Linked DNA regions of Mus musculus: region 2 is linked to region 1. Evidence: chromatin contacts called from public Hi-C data. All regions are on one chromosome and are shown on one strand. Each heading gives the region's core, a stretch centred on a gene start, on an enhancer-like site or on the middle of the called end of the contact. The rest is flanking DNA. Distances are from core to core; before and after follow the strand shown. Region 1 overlaps Pknox2 (Pbx/knotted 1 homeobox 2). Region 2 overlaps Pknox2 (Pbx/knotted 1 homeobox 2).

Region 1 (6,436 bases), core at 2,494-4,993:
GAAATACATTCATTTCCGGGAGACCTCAGAAAAGTGACTATCCTTTTGCTCCACCCAACCAGGTAGAGGAGGAGAAGGCTCAGAAGGTCGCAAGAGTGCCCTCTGGTTGAGCCAGATAGCCATTCACATCCTAGCACTGAAGGAGATGGCCAATGCACACTTACAAATGAAGGAACTGCACACCCATCACATTAAACCCAACGGAAAACACACGTGTGGTCAGTCCTGTCTTTCACAGCCACAGGGTGGGAGGGGACAGGAGGAGCAGATGCCAAGCATGGTGTGTGTGGATCAGCTGGGCGCTATATCCCCTGCCATGTTGAGTCCTGAAGGTAAGAGCAGTAGCACCTTCTTCAGACCCTGGCTTCCCATTGGGACAATGCTTCTTTCCAATGTTTCTTCTGCCTTCTCTGGAGAATAGAATGAAGGAGGAGGCCAGAAGCTGGTAGTGCCAGCTTGGGAGCAGAGGGATACCACGAAGACCTGTGGAGTGGAAAGAACCCCTAAAGGTTTATGGAGGGGGCTGGGGTCTCTGAAGAACTCCATCTGAGGGTAGGAACATCTAATAAGACACTATGGTCCTATTGTGACAGGAGCTATGTGATCACGTAGGGACTGCTGGGATCCCCAAAGTCATCTTAATATGGCTCCTGATCCAGGTTCTGCTACCTGCTTGGTCCTCGAGCTGACCCAGATGTAGAGTTGCTCTTAACCTCTTCAGGTTGGACCCACCTACAATGTATTTCCAAGAGAGGAAGAAGGAGTCTCTTTGGTTTCCTTCCCCCTCTCCTTATAGTCCATGGCTGCTGTGCCAAGAGACAGGGTCCTGGTAGGGTAAGTTGGAGCCCTGTGCAGTCCACGTTCCACTCTGATATGAAGGGTGTGGTGTTGTCTCAGGCCCTCCCACTCCTCTGGCCACTGGTTATGCATTTGGGCTCCTTTCTGTCCGTGAGTGTCTTTCAAGGGAGCTCAGATTCTCCTGGGGGAAAATGTTAGACCCCTTCTTTCTCATCCTTCCCTCCCAAGTCTGCCCCTTAGCAAAGGTTCGCTCTGCAAGCAGCGCCTGTCCACCTCACAGGGCAGTGGCTTGTAAACAAATCAAGTCTTTTTCCATGCGGAGCCATGGGTGTCATCTCTGGTATTCGGTGAGTCCAGATCTCACGCTGTCTTTCTTCTCAGGCTGTTTGGCTGGCCCCAGCAATGGAGTGCTCTGTAGTCTGAGGGTCTGGGACTAGGTTTTCACTGAAGCTTGGTGGTTGGAAAGGAGCAGGGTGTCTCCTCTGCATTTCTTCAAGCTATGATTCGGGGAAGCTAGGGCCCAACTTTCTTAGTGCTGCCTGCCCATATCTCCTCCCCCCACCCTGAACCCTCCTGATGACACTCCTTTCCTGCTCGGTGACCAGCGCAATCTGGGCTGCCTGACTACTCCAGGGAGTCACTGTGTTCCAAGCCCAGGTCGCTGACATTCGTTGTCTGTAGCTCATCAGCCTCCTCCTCTAGCTCCTCCTCCTCCTCTTCCTCCTCCTCCATATCATCTTCATCCTCTTCTTCCGTGCCATCCAATGAATCATCATGTGCAGCCATCATTGCCTGCTGCATGGCCATGGTGGCATTGTCTGAGGACAGGGACTGCAGGTTGTCCAAGTTGATGGAACCTGCATGGGAGAGGACAAAGGTTAGGATGAGGCAAGGACTGTGGCTTGGGCCCAGCAACCTTAGTGATGGACAGGGTGGATGGGCTGGCTTGTGGGATGGTGGGGCCCTTGTCACCAAAAAAGGTGTAAGAGCACCAAACCCTGAGTGAGACAATCCACCGGCATGAAGCTTTCTATCCCTCCATTGCTTAACTTCTGCACCATTCCAGGCAGCAACACTCCAGGCTACTACATATTCAGCATTCTCTATATAAGTATAGAAAGCACTTTTTAATTAATTAATTAGTTAAAATTTCCAACTACTTTGTAAAGCAGGAACTCTGAAAGGAATTCTGAAGTGGAGGAAACTGAGTCTTGTCTTCATCTTCATCTTCTGCTAAGTCTTGGGTTCCAGATACTGTGTCACCACTGCTAGCACTGGGATTTTCTGCAGACTTGTCCAGCACCACCTCTATTTATTCCTAATCTACCTCAACAGATGGCAACACGTCACAGAGGAACCTGTGTACAGCCATAGGCATGCAGATATGCATGTGCACGGGTGTCTCCACCCTAGTGCCCACACAGCGATCTTCAGGGGCCAACCTCAGAAATGTCTCGCTGATTAAATTATCCATTGTTTACCATGAAACCAGCACGTTGGAGAGCAAGTATGGAGGGTGTGATAGAGAATCTGGAAGAACAAAGCTTCCCTTGGCCTCTGTTCACAAGCCAGCTGCCTGCCTTGGTATTTATAGATGGCCTTGCCCTTGGAGAGCTAAGTAGATAGTGTCTGTGCTCAGAAACTTGGGAGTATGAGGAGCAAGGAGAAAAGGGCTCTTGCTGAGCAACCACTGACTCCAAGGACCACCCTCTCCCATTCCATTGTGAGCTTGCTTTAAGTTTGTTAAAACTTACATGAGAGATGAGCGTTGTGGCTCATACTTGGAAACCTAGCACTAAGAGAGCAGAAGCATAAGGATCAGAATACAAGAATAGCCTTGGCCATATGAGGCCAGACCACATGAGATCCTGCCTCAAACAAAACAAATCACAGATAATAGCAATAACAAAAACAAACCAAAAATGTGCACAGAACATCCCTTCTTAGTAAGCTCTCTCTCTCTAAAAACAAAACAGAACAAAACACAACAAAACAACCTGGTACAAGCACTGTGGAAAGTAATGACAGGACCCTGGGGAAGGAGACATTCACCCTTGAATCTTTGCTTTTCGGGAGCCCCACCAACCCCAACCGAGGGCATCCTTAGGCCTGGTCTTACCATCAGGGTTCGTCCCTGGGGTGCCACCCTGCTGTTGCAGAACCCCAGCAGCAATGGAATTGGGCCAGAATCTTTGGGTGGGCCGGTGCTGAGACTTGATTTTCTTGGCTTTGGGAGCAGGATCTGGGTTGCTGGCATCAAGCATGGGCTGCAGGATGCGCCTCCTGGCATTGATGAACCTGCCCAGGGGTGATGGGGAAGACCTGGTTAGACACCATCTGGGCCGCATGGATAGTGTTGGGGTGAGCAAATGTGACATTTAAGCTGCTCCCCGCAAATGTCTGTAGGCAGGGGTACTAGTCTACAGGTAAGAAATCCTATGCCCGAGGAGTTTGTGAATTACCCAAGGTTTGGTGATCAAAGACTCTGGGAAGAATGCATGAGGAGCTGTCAGAAATCCTTACTCAAGATCCACCAGAACTGAACAGAGAAGGGAAGGGCTGTGGACACAGTCACCAACTTTTGGACTTATAACAGGGGCCTAGCTTTAGGGTCTAGTACCTTCCGTCCATCCTGACCAGAAGCAGACAAGGACACCCTACATCCCTGCCAGTTCAGGAAGGCATCTCTCCCTCCTCATTCCTAGCTTACTTTGTAAAATGTTTTGGTTTCAGCATACATGGAGTTGGGTAGACCAGATAACCACTGCTGGATTGGATGTGCCTTTGGTATCTGATGTAAGACCCTCTGGTCTGTCTCTGCTAGGCTGGTGAACCCAGATTCTCTAGCAGTGGTATTGTTTTGTTTTGTTTTTCCCCCTAAACTCATTAGGTTTCCATGGATGTACTTGACCCAATTTCCCAGCAGAGGGTGCTGTGAAGCTGCAGTTGAAGGCCAGGCCAGGCTGACTCCAGCTCCTTGTATCTGGCCTGGCAGTGGAGCTGAGGCTGAGGCAGGTCTGGGCACTCTCTCTCCTCTCCCTGCTCAGAGTTCCCTAGCCAAGCATGTGCTCCTGGATCTGAGAGCCTGTGGGCAGGTGATGCCAACTCACCAGTTGTTTACTTGCAGAAGGGTGAGGTTTGTCTGCGCGGCAATCTGCCTCTTCTCATCTTCAGTGGGATAGGGGTGCTGAAAGGAGAGAATGGCTAATGAGGAATTGTGGGCATATGGAGGCTAGATTGTCCTGGTGTTCATACCCAGCACATGGACACAGCTCAGGAATGGGGAGCCGGAACCGGAAAAGGGCAATGTTTGCTCTTGAGGACAATGCATCTGGAGTGTACACAAGAAGCTCCCACGTGCCTTCGACTCCCCCAGCACAGTGCCACACAATGGGGACCAGGGCGGTTTTTACAGTCAGTTCAGTATTGATCGCAAGGCACTTTCCCCTGACTCTCACTTGATTCCCCAGAAAGGCAGGCATTCTCAGAGCTAGGATCAACAATGGTCTTGAAAGCCCCCAAAAGGCAGTACATGGGGAAGGGGCATGAATTAATACAATCTAAATTACTTGTTATTTATATCTACTATGTATCCAGATTTTTCCTAAGAATTTGGAGAGACCAGATATATACAGTGGTACACTACTGCCATAGGACCTTTTAATCCTTTGCAACGCTTCCATACATTTAACTTCATTTAATCAAACATATTAACATTGTGAGGTGGGCCAGGCAGTAGTGACACACACTTTTAACTCCAGCACTGGTCTATAGAGTGAGTTATAGGACAGTCACTCAGATGGTCCTACCACCTCGGTTCTTCAGACTATGGCTCTGCGTTCCCTTGCGGAGGGCTGAGTGGTACAGATATCTCCTACGGTCTTGCATACTCTGGTCTGGCCTTGATTACACATTTATTCCCTCTCTTGAACCGCACTTCATGAGGACACAGTGCACATTTAAGAATGTGTCTGCACCATCTTTACACATAAATGACCACTGATAGAGGAAAACAAAGGCAAAATTGGAGATGCTGAAGTTTCGGCGCTGAGCACCGTAGAAATGTATGGAAAGGGAATATGAAGTGGCCAGAGCCACAGGAAGATGGCTGAACTGAGTGACATTAAAGAAAGGAAAAGTCTGATTGGGTGTGGTGGCTCATGCTTATAATCACAACACTTCAGAGGTGAAAGCAGAGTGATCAGCCTGGCCTACAAGAGACTCTCAAAACAATATCCTCCCCCCGCCCCACCACAAAAAAAAAAAATCACAAAAATAAAACAAACAAAAAACCTACCTGGAATCAGAAACAAAAGAAAGGGAGAACCTAAGGAGGAGGGTCTGGAGGCCACTGAGTGTGGAGCCAGACAACACTGAGTTAATGTAATTCTGGGGCTTTCTGAGGCTCTGGCACAAGTGCCTCACAGGCAGTAGGCATTGGGAGAGTCTAAAGAGACTATGGATTAATCCTAGAAACAGAGAAGGAGACCTGGAGGTCTTGGGCATAGAGCGCCAAGCCATCCAGCATTCTCAGACCAGGATCTTTCTTTCTGCTCCTGTTGCTAGTAGACAAGAAATGCTTGGACTCTTTAAAGTCCCAGAGATTGGGGCTCCCAAACTAGCTCTATTGTGAGACCTCAGGCATGGCATTTAACAAGACGTTATTAAGTTATGTGATGATTAAATACTTGCAAAGAGTTTGTACGGTGAGGATGGGGTGACTTGGGCAAGATGTTTAAAGCTCACAGAGGGAGCAGTTGGAGTATTGCAGCCTTTGAAGTGCTGGCGTTAGCAGTGACAAAGGAAAGCAGCCTCTTCAGCTGGCCTCCATGTCCCTTGACTAAAGCAATCAGGATCATGTGTTGTTTTAATTCACACCTCTGACCCTGACCACCACACCAGGGCATCTGATGCTGTGATTCATGCAATATTAAGAGTCTAACAAGAAGGAATGAACACCAGAGTTACCAGAGCCAATTTCATGCTAATTGGAAGAAGGCCACAAGGGGAAATGTCAGGCCGTGTAAGGGTGAACAGGCAGGGATCCTGGTGATATTCCCATCCTACTTCACAAGGGTCACAGGAAGGAGCTAAGCCTTCCTATCTATGGCTGCCAGAATCTTTCCCTGTTATCTATGGAGGATTGGTTCACAACCCCTCATAGACAGCAATATCTATGGATGACCCATTCTCATTCCATAACATAGCACCCTATTTCCATACAGCCTACACATCCTACACAGACCTGGGAACTGAGCACTATGAAAACTCAGAGGAAAAGCGTATATGATGGCCATATTCTCCTTGGTGCCAAATATCATCTCTGGATTACTGACAATATTTCAGATAACCATGTGGAAATAATCATTATACCATATTACTTAGGGAAACAATGTTAAGAAAAAGAATCTGTATATGCTTAGTGCAATTTTTTTCAAGTGTTTTCAATCCATACTTAGTTCAGACTGCATGACATAGAACTTACAGGTATGCAAGTTGACCACACATGTCCTCCATTACTGATCTACTACTGATATCTCTTCCCTCATCTTCCCACTGAAGACATTTCTGAGTGCCACTGAAACTGTCACAGAGCAAATCCTCAGGGAGGCCTTTTCAGCTTCCTTAGGCCAAGGTG
Region 2 (6,436 bases), core at 2,616-5,115, 230 kb after region 1:
ACACAGCACTTGCAGGAGGGCACGGTCAAATAATCTCGGGGACGTACCTTCTCCATGCTGAGATACTAAGAGCTAATACAGCAGCCTTTTCTCAAAGTCGTGGTTGTGGAAGGGGAACTCCCGGATAAGTAGGAAAGGTGTCTTTCTTTTTTTTTTTTTTTTTTTTCCATTTTTTATTAGGTATTTAGCTCATTAACATTTCCAATGCTATACCAAAAGTTCCCCATACCCACCCACCCCCACTCCCCTGCCCACCCACTCCCCCTTTTTGGCCCTGGCGTTCCCCTGTACTGGGGCATATAAAGTTTGCAAGTCCAATGGGCCTCTCTTTCCAGTGATGGCCGACTAGGCCATCTTTTGATATATATGCAGCTAGAGTCAAGAGCTCCGGGGTACTGGTTAGTTCTGTGCGCTAAAGGTCAGGGCTACTCCAGTCCTAGTGTGTAGTCCTTACAGGCCAGCTACATCTCTGTTCCAAGAGCTAGAATTGTAGGGAAGGAACACACATGGATGGGGATTGGGATGTGCTCAGACACAGTGCCTTTCTTTGTTGTGCTGATGAGAAAACTCAGGTCCAGAGGTGAGGCAGATTGTCCAAGGTCACAGGAAAAAAATGTAGGAGGTTTGACCCAGGCAAGACTTGACTGACTTTCAGATCCTCTTCCCTGGAGCAGCCTGAATGTCAGCTCCTGACAGCTCCTCTCCTGCTCTCACCCAGGAGGAAAGCCTGGTAGAAATGCAGACTGGCCTCTAAGGAAAGATGCTTGGGGGGTCCTTTCCACCACCCAGGGGCTGGGATACAGGGAGAGAAAATAAGTTCCACGGAAGAGGACCTCTTGCCTCAATCACCTCCCAGAGTACAGTCCTCAGGCAACAGGACCCAACTCAGTGCTTAGACCAACCTCCAATGCATCGTGTTCAGTAGAATGAGTATATGAGAGAACAGAGGACAAACATCAAGGCTGGTTGTGGGGTGCATGTAGGGATACTCAGGCTCAGGGTAACTGACCTCCTCTGGGCTAAGAGTCTGAAGGAAACTATAGCCAGTATACACCAGCACTTGCTTTCAAGGATCCTGACGTAGATCTCTATCCTTAACACTCAGAAACAAAGTTGAGTCTTGGTAAAACATGGGCTCTTCAGCTTATATAGAGCTATTGTCCTGCCCAAGTAGTGGTAGGACCCAGAAAAGTGCTTCTCAACATGTGGGTCGAGACCCCTGGGGGGGTGGTGTTAAATGACCCTTTCACAGGCGTTGCCTAAGACCATGGGAAAACAAAGATATTTATATTACAGTTCATAATAGTGGCAAAATTACAGGTATGAAACAGCAGCAAAAATAATTTTATGGTTGGGGTCACCACCACATGAGGAGCTGTATTGAAGTGTCATAGCATTAGAAAAGTTGGAAACCTCTGTCCAAGAGTTCTCAGCCGGAATAGGGGGCCTTATACCCAGCATTCTGAACCTCACCTATTGTATCTTCAGAATTCTCGGGATGATGCGCCACAGCTGGAGCACCATCCGCCAAGAGCCGCTTTGTGTCAAATTCTCTTGAGAGAATTTTATCCGAGTGTCAAAATGACCCAAACACATTCAGAACCTTGATATCCAGAATCAATTCTGGACTTTGGAGAGACTATCAAGTGTCACTTGCTATCAAGAGGAGTCTTTTACTAGGTGTTTCCAAATGAGGCTCTTACCTACAAAAACTTGCTTTTCATTGTTGTGAATGGTGAGTCAACCTACTGAACTGTCTGCTCTCCGACCTCTTTAGAGAGGTACTAGACTTCAGTACCTGGCCAGTCTCTGGGTTCTAGTGGTTCTTTAGAACAACTCTGGAGCCTTTTCTCCTTTGCAGTCTCATTATCCTAATCCAGGTCTCAGCATCTGATGTGGATAGAATGTGTCTGTCTGTGGTGGCTAATGCTAATTGACAATTTGGCAAAGCCTAGCTTCTCCTGGACATGCCTGTGGAAGATTATCTTGGTTACATTGATTGAGGTAGGAGGACCCACTGGAGGATAAAACTGTTCCTTGGGAAGGGGGACCTGGACTGTAGAAAGGATAAGCTGAATAGCATTGTACGTGCATGCATTGTTCTCTTCTCTTGTCAACTTAATGTGACCTGATGTTTCCCAGTTCTGATGACCTCAACTCCCTGTAATGATGGGGTGCATCCTGGAACTGTGAGCTGAATAAGCCCTTTCTCCCTTAAGTTGTTTTTGTAGGTGTGCTTTTATCACGGCAACAGGGAAGTAGCGCAAAGCCTCTCACAAAGCTCTTGTGTTGGGAACTTAGTCCTGATGCACCGTTGAGAGGAGGGAACCTTAGGAGGTAATAAGGTCAGGAGGTAAGTGAATTAATGCTGTGTGCTGATGAAGGATGAATTCTGCTCCCTTCTTGCTCTTCTGGATCTGTCATCTTTCCTTCTGCCAAGAGATGATACAAGAAGGCCCTTGGCCTTGGCCTTTCCAGCCTCTGCAAGTAAAACAATAAATCTCTATTCTTTAGAGGTTTCTCTGTCTCAAGGATGTACTGGACATCCCTTTTCTGCCAAGCCCTTTCCCTTCTTCCTGCCTCTCAGCTCTCCTTCATCCAAATCATCTTCATCTTAAAAAATTATAATTTTACAATCCCGTTCATTCACTTGCCGCTGTGAATTACAGGTAGATACGAAAACGGTGTCTGAATCCAGAGACTGAGGAAACAGAAGCACAGTGGGAAGACAGAAGGTACTTCAGAGCAGATCAGCACGGCTTCGAATTTTGACTCTGCCTTCTCCCGACTGGGCATCACTGGACAAGCTCTGCAGTCCCTCTGAATGTCATTTTACATCTCAATGTAAATTTAGGTGCGGTAAAATGAAAACAGTTTCCTGTGCGGTGATTAAATGCCCAGGCTGAAAACCAAACTCTCTGGCTGTTAATCCCATCTCCCCACATTACCAGCTGTGTGACATTGGACAAGTGCCTTAACTTCTCCATGCCTTGGTTTTATCCTTTACCACAGTGCTGTGAGGATGGAATTTGTGGAAGGAACGCAGAGCAGTGTTTGGCATATCCAGTGCTGAATCCATGCTAGTGATTATGACTAGTTGGGTTTGTGGTGAGAATTTAATTACCTGGAGCATACACTGCACCGAGGCAGCTGGCTGGCATGCTGTAGATGCTCAATAAATGACGGCATCTTTCCCGTCCCTAGAAGTGCGTTGAATGAGTCTGCTTTAAACTCTTAGAGCTTCACATTAGTGGCAAAATATCCAAGTGGGAGCATTCCAACACAAACAGTTAAGAAAAGGGAGATGATGCCTCAGAGACATTGAAGCAAGACTGGGACTGGAGCTCTCTATGCCAAGGGGGCTCACCAAAGCCCCAGGAGGAGCTGAATGTCCCCTACTATCAGCCAGAGTAGTCACAGCCTGTGCGCACAAGGACCAAGGCTCCCTGTGTTAAAGAAGCTGTCAATATAATAAAGACCCTCAAGTGGGGACAGAGCCAGGACGGGGAGCAATGAGCCCCACTGCTTATGACTCTCCCATAACCCATCAAGCTCTAAGATTCACATGAAACCCAGGGAAGGAAGGCTAAGTGACTTCCAGGTGGGAGGCATCTGTAAAGACCAAGAGAGAATTATTGCTCCCAAGAAGGGGCAGGGATGGGAACTGGCTGAGGGTGGAGAAGGGCTATTAATGGACTCTCATGCAAAAAGATCGAACATCTCCGAGCACACAGGACCCTGGTGGAGAAGCAGAGTTTCGACTCCAGCTTGTGTTACACAAGAGCTCCCGGCTCAGGACTCACCAGAGACTAGGGAAGCAGGGCTCATGCAAAGGCATGAGATTTGACTTCGGAAAACCCTGAGACATCACATTGCTCTTGGCTGTTCTCCTTCCTAGGGGGCCCTGCCAGCAGTTGAGAGCTTGGAATAGCTTCCAGCCAGCCCTTGGATATTGCTTATGAAAGGCCTTTACAGTCATTAGCATACTTGAAACTCAAAGTACTCTGGTGAGAAATTTATAACCTTACCCCTATCCTGCGAGTGGAGAAACTGAGGCGTTCAGAGGTTCCCATGGCTTGCCTGGGGTAGTACATGTGCTGCATTTAGGCTCTACATTCTAATTCTGAGATCTGAGGTTCTGCCCCACCACCATTGCCTCTCATTAATGCCCTCATCTATCAGGCTGTATCAGCCAGGTTTTGGTTTTTTTTCATACATATATACATATACACATACACACACATAATATATATATGTGTATATATATATATATATATATATATATATATATATATATATATATATATATATATATATATCCCAGACCAGCAGGAACAGTGCCCCTAAGCAGGTGGTCCTGGGTTGTATAAAAAGGCAAGCCAGGGAAAGCAAGCCAGTACAGTGAGCCTTCCTGGTTCTGCTTCAGCTCCTGTTCTCCAGGTTCCTGCTCTTACTTCTCTCCATGAAGCCCTGGAAGCTATAAGATGAAACAAACTCTTTCCTCCCCAAGAAGCTTTCGCTAAGGTGTTTGTCAAAGCAGCAATCAGTAAACTGGGATACAGATTAAGAACATAAGGCCTTGCTTGGTTTACACACATCCTGGGTGCGTGTCCCTCCTAGCACTGAGACTTCCTCCTTGGGCTTCAGTGGTGGAGATGCAGGGAGGGGTCCAGGTTGTTGCAGCCACAGGACAAAGCAGCTGAGTCTCTTGTAAAAAAGGAAGAGCTGGTGCTATATTATGCACACATTTGTGAGTTATAAGCATTACACAGAGAGAAGGAGGCACATAAATTAAAGTGGCCAACTTGTATGCACACATGCACACTGGCACGGACAGAAGGCTGGCTTTAAATGGAAAAAATTAGCAGCTTGAAACAGTAAAAATCCTCAACTTTGCCTCAGAAAGATGCAGGGCAACTTCACAAGAGTTTTATGTGGCCCATAAATTAGGGCTGAGAAAGGGCCTCTGCAAGCATTCCTCGGCAAGACAGGGGCTTTCCGCCTGCAGATATGCCGTGTGGCAGCATTACAAATGTCCCAAGCAGTTTATATACAACAGCACAGCATGAGTTTGCTGGGGGATATTGGAGCTGGTAATTGCTATTCTAAAACTGGCCTTGTAAGCTTGAAGAAATGTTTTGAGGGGGGAAAAGAGCCAATTTAAGAGCTTTATAAAGCCATAAATGCCTTCTGAACAAACCAAATGTAATCTATCTAGAGAGACAGGCCATCCCTCAAACCCAATGGCAGACCCCACAATGTTGCCCAGAAGAGAGAAGACACCCTAAAGGTACCACGTCAGCCAGTGCTTCACCTGCATGGAGAAGACAGGGAGCTCACATGACTGGGGACTGTCATCAGGTTACCTGAGGCAATCTGCCCCTCACAGCCCTTGGCCCACTGACAGCTCACAGTGAAGTCTCTGCCAGTGCCTGCTCTTCTTTCCACTAAGCAAGCAAGACCAAACCCCACCAAGCCTGCTGGCTTCAGCCTCCTCTGTCCTTCCCAGTTATCCTACCCTCCCCATGGCCCTTGGAGATAGGGAGGCAAAGACTCAGCAAACAAGGCAGGGAGTCCCTTACTTGGCCTCAGTCCCTATCTAGAAAATGGGCCAACATTTGCCTTCCAAAGCTATGGAAAGGCTTGAGAAGGAAGCACACATGAGCACCTGCCACTCAGCACTCCATAAAGGGAGATTGTATTCTTTTATTGTTGTTATTACTTAGAAGGAACCATGTGCGCAAGCATTACTTTTGTGAGCCCCCACCTTTCCCAGACATGACTCCTGTCAGGATCCTGAGCATCAGAGTAAAAGATCATTTATGCCCCTTCCCAAACCTCCAACAGCACACAAGATGGACACAAGCCGAGCTTTTCCTGGGAAGCGATCCCAGCGCCTGTTTCCTGACTAAACTGGTCCTTATCTCCCCAAGGTACCATCAGACACATATTTCAGTCTCTATCCCCACAACTGAGCACACAGCCCTGCCTCCCTGGCACCACTGTGCCAGGACTGTGAGTCCTCAGCCAACCCCATCATCACTGAGAGCCTTTTCATGTCAGTGAGACATGTGAATTTCTCCAGGCTCCTGATAGAAAAACCCAGACACAGACAGATTGGTCAGCTACCATCTGCCCTCATCCACCCCACCCCAGGTTCCCTGAGTCTTCTCGCAGTGCCCTCCAGTGCCTCCGTAATCCACTCCCTTTTCTGATGTCGATATTTCATAGCAGAAAACAAAGGCCATATAGTGCGCTATTACCCGCTCTCCATTGTGCTTAAACAGCTCTATTGACAGCACAGAGCACCACACAGGAGCAGTAGAAAAGGATTCCAGATCCAGCTTCCAGTGAAATGTGGTTTTGGTTAGATGTATTTTTGTAGTTTCTGCAACACCTTATTAAAGTTGAAAGCTATATATAACAGCATTACCGG

Evidence for each region. A called contact is a pair of places that touch in the nucleus more often than the background predicts.
Region 2: a Hi-C map of cerebral cortex shows a contact between it and region 1, with 2.0 times the contacts expected there. The contact joins two enhancer-like sites. A contact is called at or near these places in 2 of 484 Hi-C or Micro-C datasets (the N1E-115 cell line and cerebral cortex), 3 of 115 datasets of contacts at active chromatin or transcription factors (craniofacial prominence, embryonic basal ganglia and embryonic stem cells) and 2 of 9 other capture datasets (embryonic stem cells and pancreatic islet).

What each region holds. Positions count from the first base shown.
Region 1 is chr9:36,891,403-36,897,838 of GRCm38.p6, forward strand. Pknox2 (Pbx/knotted 1 homeobox 2) reads right to left here. Exons shown (of 13, transcript NM_001029838.2): 11 at 3,909-3,985; 12 at 2,918-3,096; 13 at 1-1,655. The coding sequence ends at 1,423. Among named protein-coding and RNA genes, the nearest start is that of Fez1, 62 kb to the left of the region's middle. Within about 2 kb of position 3,744, at least 36 of the 459 cell types and tissues checked have an H3K27ac peak or open chromatin away from gene starts, as enhancers often do. A contact at or near this core is called in cerebral cortex, where this site is marked.
Region 2 is chr9:37,117,151-37,123,586 of GRCm38.p6, forward strand. The region is part of intron 1 of Pknox2 (Pbx/knotted 1 homeobox 2); the gene reads right to left. Among named protein-coding and RNA genes, the nearest start is that of Pknox2, 27 kb to the right of the region's middle. Within about 2 kb of position 3,866, at least 51 of the 459 cell types and tissues checked have an H3K27ac peak or open chromatin away from gene starts, as enhancers often do. A contact at or near this core is called in cerebral cortex, where this site is marked.